3 separate regions of the Mus musculus genome follow, and regions 1 and 3 are each linked to region 2. The links are chromatin contacts, called in public HiCAR-type and Micro-C maps. All regions are on one chromosome and are shown on one strand. The core of a region is the stretch at or near the end of the contact, and the rest is flanking DNA. Distances in the headings are between cores, read along the strand shown.

Region 1 (2,754 bases), core at 122-2,621, 720 kb before region 2:
CAGGATTTCTCCTCCAGGATTTCTAACATCCTGAATAGCATCACTGTCTGCCCTATGTCCCCTGCTGAGAACAGCCATCACTTAGCTTCCTTGTGGACCAGCTGTGACTTAGGGACTAGCAGTGTCTTTCCGCCTGGAATAGAAAAAAAAAAAAGATTTTTCTAAGGCCAGCTGCAATCTCAAGATCGATATGAAGGAAAAGCCTGAGTGGGACATCGCCACCGACGTGGACTTAAGATGCAATGAAGTCCACCTGGGTTTCAGCAAAACTGAGGCTGGGAAAGAAATGAGGGCAGGGCAACAATTCCGCAGGTGCTGGTGAACAGGTTTTACAACATAGGCTCTACCATTGGTGAAGAGTATAGTGTTAGAAAGCAAATTTGCTTGTGACACACACACACACACACTTTCCTGTGTCCCTGTTTCCAGATTCCTCTGCTCAGAAAGCCCTCCTTTTCCTATAACAATCCATAGACACAATCCTTTCTCAAGCTTAATCCCCAAATGCCCTGTCTTCACCTCCTGGAAGCTTCCCATGAAGCCCCCACTGAATCACCTGCCATCCTCTTCCGCGGAGGCGTGTCTAGCTCGGTTTGTTTACGTGTGTGTTTTGGGTCTCCTCATCACACTGTCTCTTTGAGAGAGCAGGAGCCTGGTGCCAACCTCGAACCAACCCAGTGAAGACGGCCGGCAAGGGAAGGACCACAGCGATGAGCCCCAACCCCTGGAAAGCCAAAACAGAGACTGCCGGGTCCCAGCCAGGGCGCAAGAAGAGCGTCCTGGGTGCGGGGGGTGGGGGTGGGGGTCCCAACGGACAGACGAGAGATTCCGGGGCAGGAGGGAGGCCTACCACGGTCTTGGTCCCAAAAGCTCTCCTCCGGGCGCACATCCCCAAGCCCACCACCTCCGATCCCTTGCCAGCCGAACTGCTCAGATTTACAACCGCCAGGGCGCAGCGGGAGACCCGAGACTCGGGGGAGGAGGCACCAACACGCGCAGCCCAGAGCGCGCGACCGCTACTCGCCCCCCGCGCCCTCCTAGCCGACCAGAAACCCAGTCCGAAGGAAGCCGATGAAGACCCCGAGTCCATGGCCCGCAACCCCTTGGGGACGCCGCCTCCAGAAACCCCTCGCGCGCGCCTCCCTACCTGGCTGGCTTTGTGGAACTGCTTCTTGAGCCCAGCCACCGACATCGCGGCGGCGCCCCGCCCGGGGGTGGTCTCGGGGCTCCGCCGGGCCACGCGGCCCGGACGCTGAGCGGAGCGGGCACCCCGGGCGGTCCCCGCGCGCCCCACGGCCACGGCCACGGCCACGGCGCTGTCACACTGGCACAGGCGCTCGCGCAGATAGCAACACCGTGTTTCGAGGCCCCAACGCAGCCCATTGGTCGAGCCTCGGCAGCATGCAAATGAAGCTTCTAGGACCGCCCACGCTTCATTGTTGCGTGGCGACCAGGAGCTCTTGAGCCAAGAAGAGGACCAGTGGAAGGGCTGGCCGTGGGATGTCCCTGGGATAAGGAGAGCCTCTCAGGACTTCTTTCGGAAGACTTGGGATACAGCTGGCTCTGTGATTGTTCTGGACGCGAGGTCTCTCTGCTCTTCAGGGACTTGGTGGAAAACCTGGTTTTACTCACTGGTAGCAAGATCTCCCCTCCCCAAACCCCATCCCTGAGAGCTTTAGATAGACGTGTGTTGTGAGGAAGGGACGCTGGGATGTGTTCTCAAGGAGAGAAGAAACACTAGAGGAACCGGGAACTGTAGTTAGACGGAGAAACCTGCTTGTGAGAAGTTACTTGTGTTCTTAGCCAGTCTGCCGGAGCGGTTTGGGGCTCCCTGGGAGAGAGTTATGTGAGCTGAGCCTCTTCTTACCAGGCACACCAAGAGCCAGTCTACAACATACCAAAAACAGGACCTTCCGTTCCACTACTTACCAGAGAATTGTTCAGACTGGTCTCCAGGAGAGTCCTTTATACAAGATCCTTTCCACGGGGTCTAGAGGTCCTCACTGAACAGAACCCAGTCACAGAAAAGGAGCTTTGCATTAATTCGTGTGCCACCAACACGTCTACTATTTTCCCTGAATCTGACCTTTCAAAGGCCCCGTGGCTCCTAATGTCTTCAATCCATTTCAGCAATGCTTCACACCGACACGAACACTGTGCAACTTTCAGTCTCTACCTAAAAGAAATGACATTCTGTGGACGCTTCCCGGCGTCACCGGGTCTGGGATCATCAACACTCCTGTCGTCCTGAGCACTTGCAGTTCACACCTGTATCCGGGCTTCTATTTGGCTCTGGCATGTCTCCAGAAGCCTCAGCGCCTGCCTCCCAGGCCTGCCTGACTCCTCAGAGCTTCACCCTAGTGTGACAGGGTGAACACCTACAGCTCTCTATGCCTAGGTTTGCTCACAATGACTAGGAAAGTGTGGTGTCAACAGTGCCCTGCCTCTGATATGGGAGAAGATGTGGCCATCTTAACAAGCATGAGTGGTGGGACAAGGTTACTAAATGTGACTCAACACTCTTTGTCCTAGTTAGCCAAGGGCTTACTGACACCAGACAGAGGTAGGTGGTGTGACAGTGGTGACCACAGCAAAATGCCCAGTCTCCTCTGCTATCCCATCCCCACTAAAGGTTTAGGGGAAGATGGTCTCCCTTGTCCTGGACTAGTCTGTGGCTGGGTAGGAGATGTTCAGCTGCTGACCTCTGTGCCCAATAGAAGTTTAAACGGCACAGCCTCAACCCGTGCCCCCTTG
Region 2 (2,753 bases), core at 214-2,713:
AGTTCCCATGTTGTAGGCATCTAAGTGTGGCACCTCTCAGAATAGGAAGAGAAGAGAAGCAAGAAATACTAGGTTTGATTTATCAGGCCTATGCTGCCAAGATGGGGGTTGGGCTGCTCCTAAGGGGATGGGTTCTCCATACTGTAACCACCCTTTCTGCTTAGGACTTCAGTAACCCTTGGGAACGACCACAGAATGGAGACTAGCCAGCTGTCATTCAGCTCCCTCTGCACTTTAACTCCAGCATCTGTCCTCTTCCCCACCTTCTCCAAACACACTAGGCTAGGACCGTAGGCTTCCTTTCTTAATACCCTGGGCAGAAGCTTATACGTTCCTGCCTCACAAACCTGCCAGCAAGTTGGTAACAGCTTCTTCACCTGTCAGGAGGAACCTTGAGTATAATACGCGCTGAATAAAAAGTATAACATATAAAACACTTAGAAATGTTCAATAAGCTCTGTTCTCTTTCTTAACCAACCTAGTGGCTTATTTCCCACCTCCAACTCTCCAGCAACACCTTAAAAGAGACCTGGCAACTTCCAAGCTTGTTCACCTTTCCTCTAGTTTCCAGCTAGCTGCAGAATAAAAGCCCTTCAGAAACTGGGCTCGGGCTTCCCTCCTGTGGCACCAACACGCATTAGCTGGTCTTAGTCAGATTGAGCCTCTCAGTGCATTCCTCCCTCTCCGCCTTCCCTGGTCTGCAGCCCGGAATGCCATCTCCGCCTCTGCGCTCGCTTGGGCTTCCGGTCTGGTCCAGCCCTAGCTGGCCCATGACGCCTCTCGGAACAACAGCTTCGCTCACCCTGATCTCTTGCCCCGAATTTTGTCAGTAAAGCGTCCTGTCATTCTGGAGGGAGCGTCGGGAGCGGTTTCCCTGGGGAACTGCAATCCGAAGAGGATCACTGCTGTTTTCGGAACTTTCCCGAATCCCCTGACGCCTGCGCTCCGGGTTCCAGCTCGCTCCAGATGCAGTGGCAGTCGGTCTGAAGTGAGGGCGTGTCTGCTGCAGGTGGGGATGGGTGGAGGGGCTGGGTTCGGTGCCACCGGGGCTTCCACCCGAGAGGTCACTAGCAAAGGAGAGGCGTGGTTATACGTTTTTTTGGGGGGGGGGCGCACGTCACCGGCGCAGCGGGGCATCCCAGGGTCTTGTAAATCTGTAGGGAAACTGAGGCCCGCGGGAGAGTGAAATGGTCAGGGTCACCGGGCGAGGGACTTGCTCAGGCCTGAGCCCCCTCGGGCTCCGGGGAGGCAGTGGTGGTCTGTCTTGGCTCGAGCCTCAGAACTAACCCCCACCCCCCGTTCGGACCCCCAGGCCCAGGGTGGGCGGCGGAGCGCGGGTCTGGACGGCAGGAAGGAGCGCAGGGGGCGGGGGCGGGGACGAGGCCGGGCGGGGCCGACACAGGTGCTCCTCGTCAGGCCAGCGCCGCGGAGCTTTATAAGCCGCCGGGGTGCGGAGTCGTGCGCTGCTCGCTGCAAAAATAGTGCCCACGTGTGTGCGCGTCCCGCGCCGCACAGACCCGCCGGCCCGCGCGCCCGCCCGCCCGCCAGTCCCTTAGGGCCACGCCGGACCCCATGGCTTTCTCTCTGGTAAGAGCCGCCGGGGCGGGGCGGGGCCGGGCCGGGCGGGGCTGCTGTCCCCGCCGGCCGCCTCGGCTAACGGTCCGCGCGCAGTCTCGCCACTTCACAGGGCCCCCTCACCGCCGCCCGGGTTAGCGTCCCGGGCGGGGCGCCGGTCACATGCCCGCGGTCGTGGGCCTCGTGGAGCGGTGTGGGGCGCGCGGGGAGGGGCAGGGAGCTTCCTCGTGACTCAGGCCTTTGGGCTTAAAGGCGCCGCGGCCCTTCGGGGGCGACCGCCGGGGCCTCGGAGCTGCACTTGCACAACTCTCGGTGGCCTCGAACATACGTCCAGACAGGAGCCGGCCGCGCGGACGGGCGCCCGGACGCCAACACTTCCTTTTTCCGCAGCCGTCGCACGGGAGAGCTCGAGCGGCCGGCCGGCTGGCCGGCGGTGCCCGCGGCTCCCGTCTCTCTCTTTCCTTCTCTCTCTCTCCCCGAGAGTCGCCTTGGCGTCCCGCAGGAGGCAGGGGCTGGCGGCTCGCTGCGGGCGGCGCAGCAGCGAGCCGCGGAGACCCCCTCAGGCTGGGGCGGCGCAGGGGGAGACGCGCCACGACGGCGCTGACATGGCTCCTTTAAAGCCGAGGTCTCGGGCCCCTCGTGCGGGCCGCGCTCTTTCCAAGCCCGGGGAAGTCACGTGGCTTCACACGTTCGATTGCTCCCGGAGCCCTAGCCCCGAGGGTGGACCGGGCCAGGTGAGGTCGCACGTGCGTGTGACCGGGCTTCGAGGGCTGTCCCCGGGAGCCTCGCGGGGCTGGGGGGCGCGGGCCCGGAGGGGAGGAGGAGTTGAGCAGCCCGCGAGGGGGCGCAGGCGGGAAGCCAGCTAGTCCTCGGCGGCGTCCGCTTGCCTCACTCGGGCGGCCTGGCGGGACGCACTCATGTGGCCTCGAGGGTGTCGCTCAGCGTTTCTCAGCCAGCAAGGCCAGGTGTCCAAATTCGGGGGTGTCGGGTTGCAGATGGGCTCGCGTGGCCTCCAGCCCTGACCTCTGGTTTGGGGGAGCGGAGGCTGGACGCTGGGCGGGTAGGGCTGACAAGGCTGCTTCACTGGGGGCCTAGACGCAACGGGGTGTGTGTGGGGGGAGGCCCATGCCTAGGCAGGGGGACCCATGTCAGCAAAGAGCGTCCTCGGTGGGCAGCGC
Region 3 (2,767 bases), core at 205-2,704, 540 kb before region 2:
GTTGGGTGGTGTGGTGGACTGTAGCTGTTTGGGAAAGAGCAAACAGAAGGTAACCAACCAGTTTAGCTTGGTCATTAATAAAACAAGGCTTCATAATGAAGTTTGCCATGTGGCAATATTAATGCGCATCTCCAGGTCAATGTTATCGCAATGGCTAGGCAACTTCATGCCTGCAAGGAAAAGTACCACCAGGTAGACCCAGAACAGGCACCTGGGGGAAATCCAGGTGTCCAGTTTCCGGACCCCGTGCAGCACAGATGCCCACACTTTTTTTTCTGTCATGTGTCCTGTTCTCACCTTTCCCCCCTCTGAAGCCTGTTGTCAGCACGTGGGGTAACTGGCATCCTGTCTTCTGTTTGCAACTCTTTCTTTGTCCCGGCATCTCTGATTTGTGCAGGACTGTGTTCCCTTTTCAAGGACGCCCACCAGCAGCGAAGCAGGTGCAACAAATTGGGGGAAAAAAAAAGAAAAAAAAAAAAAAAAAAAAGAAACAGGACCTGCCACTCCAAGTCTAGGCTCTCTTACTTCTAAAAAGGACAGACCCAAAAAGCCAAACACTTTGGCCTCTCTTCAGGTCTCAGGTCCCGCCCTGCCCAAGAGCTATATAGTAAAACCTGGTTCTGTTTCACACCAGCTGTGGACAATCTTCCCCTGTTCTTAGGGCCGAAGGATTCTTTTTCTTTGTCCTCAGGCCCCGGAAAGCAGGTTCTCCTGGCGAGCCCCTCCCCATCGGCTCCCAGGGGACGAAACTCTTGTTTGATTTATCACTTCATCTCCGTGTCTCCTTAGAACCTAGTTAAGTCTAATCCCGCTTTCCAACTCTGAGAGCGAAGTCACCTGTCCCAGGCAAGCGGTAACACCGGGACTTTAACACAGAGCACACAAGAGACCGGGGTGTTTGAGTTCCCAATCAAGCCTCCACGACCCGACCCAAGTCCCCACATCTGTGGAAATAAAAAGTTCCCGGTGGGGGCGGGGGCAGTGCAGCCTTCTGCCTGGTCCACACCGGGACCCGAGGCGCCTCCGGGGGAGGCGAGGGAGGCTGCATCAGCCCGAGAGAGCAGAGCCAGGGAACTTCAGAGAGCGTTTCGCCCTCGCCGGGGAGAGGCAAACACCGACACGTCTGTCTCCTTCTCAACAAGTGCCTTCAAGCCCGCCGGGGGCAGACACCTCCGCGCCCGCGGCCGCCGAGGTCTCCGCTGTGCGCGGGGGGCCGCGGCCTGGCCTCAACCGAGGCGACTCTGCGTGGCCTCCCCACACCCCCTCGAGCGTCGCCCGCAGCCCCCGGCGGCCGGAGTAGGGGCGCGGGGCGGGGCGAGCGGAGGGGCGGACCCCGGGGCGCGGGGCGGACGCGAGGGTGCACGAGGGGCGCAAGGGCCGGCGCGGTCACCCGGCGCCGCGGGGAGCCGCCCACTTCTCCTGCGCAGGGGGGGCGGGGGTGGCCCAGACGGCCAGAGCGTGGATGCGGCGGTCGCCGAGCCGGGGCGGACGCGGAGCGGCCCGGGCAGGGGACGCGCGCCGGGAAGGCCGGCTCCGCAGCGGCTGCAGGATGGCTGAGGTAAGCGGTCGCGCGGGCGACGGGCGCGGGGCCGCCCTACGAGGGCCACCTGCTCGTCGTCGGCGCCGTGTGTGCGTCCCGGGAGGCCGAACTGCAGTTCCTCGCAGCCTGTGCCCGGTCGCAGCGAGGTGACCCGTGAGCGGCGCCCCGTTTCTCTTACACCCCAGAGCCCCTGTCCAACCGCTGTTGGCGCAGGGACGTCCATCTGTCTGGTATTTCAAGCCGTGACCTTCGGTCATCCCGGGAGGAGAGTCGCGGAGACGCCCGAGGGGCGTGGAGGGGGCGCCGGTCCCCTGAGGGACAAATCCTTGCTTTTTTAAAAGGGAAGAGACAAAAGACCAAAAGCGCCGCAAACCGTCAGCTTAGTTAGACGTGTCTGAAGAGGACGGATGCTCGCAGTTGAACCGCGCTGAAGGAGTGCGTTGGTTTGCCGGCGTTCCGCCTGGCTTGTCGAGCGTGGGACAGTGAGGGGTGTTCGTGCCCTCCGGTCGCTCAGGGACTTGGAGGAGCGCATCCGGATGCTGATGGGGAAGCCAGAGGGCCAAGGTCCAGTCTCTTTGGAGATGGTTTACCTGAGAGTGACAGGAAGGGATCCTGGCAATGCAGAGGTGAGGTGCTTAGTGGCCCAGTGACTGTCCACCCCGCAGCGGGGTTCCAGCCGGGCGTACCCCAGCATCCGCTTCGGGTGTCCGCTGTCCACGGGCGCTGCTTCCCCAGGGGAGCCCCTTAACCCTACTGGCCTCACGACTTCGGATAAACTCCTGGGGATTTGTCAGCCAGATGTGACAAGATTGGAGAGGCAAGTGAGAGAGATCTGATATCAATCAGTACATAGCTCGGAGCCAAACTTTCTCAAATGCGGTGTAGAAACATGTTCTTCTCGTTTAAGGCATCTCTTTGTGGCTGTGGGGCTGCCACCAGCCTGAGTTTGACAGTTAAATGGAATGCCAACTAGCAGCCTTAATTGTATGAGTGAAGTTGTATGCAGTGCGGGGGGGGGGGGGAAGATCAGACACTCTGGGGTTCGGTAATGTCCCCTAGTTTTATGGCTAGGCTCACCGCAGACCTCTGAAGATGAGGGCATTTAAATCGGGCCAGACGCCTGGTCACAGCCAGGCCTCTGCTGTTAACACTTAAGGGGCTTGAAAGAGGCCCCACTGGTGTCCTGGGAATCCCTGTCAGAGTGTGTGTGTGAGAGAGAGAGAGAGA

What was found. Hi-C and Micro-C count contacts between places; a contact is called where the count stands out from the background. HiCAR-type assays count read pairs that join an accessible place to other places.
Region 1: a contact with region 2 is called in a HiCAR-type map of astrocytes, with 2.7 times the contacts expected there. The contact joins the promoter of Sh3gl3 here to the promoter of Cpeb1 in region 2.
Region 3: a contact with region 2 is called in a Micro-C map of embryonic stem cells, with 2.1 times the contacts expected there. The contact joins the promoter of Bnc1 here to the promoter of Cpeb1 in region 2. A contact is called at or near these places in 2 of 484 Hi-C or Micro-C datasets (both in embryonic stem cells) and 1 of 9 other capture datasets (liver).

What each region holds. Positions count from the first base shown.
Region 1 is chr7:82,173,413-82,176,166 of GRCm38.p6, reverse strand. It overlaps Sh3gl3 (SH3-domain GRB2-like 3), which reads right to left and starts at 1,371. Exons shown (of 9, transcript NM_017400.7): 1 at 1,148-1,371. The coding sequence starts at 1,192.
Region 2 is chr7:81,453,468-81,456,220 of GRCm38.p6, reverse strand. Cpeb1 (cytoplasmic polyadenylation element binding protein 1) reads left to right here and starts at 1,463. Exons shown (of 12, transcript NM_007755.5): 1 at 1,463-1,587. The coding sequence starts at 1,573.
Region 3 is chr7:81,990,986-81,993,752 of GRCm38.p6, reverse strand. It overlaps Bnc1 (basonuclin 1), which reads left to right and starts at 1,454. Exons shown (of 5, transcript NM_007562.2): 1 at 1,454-1,558. The coding sequence starts at 1,463.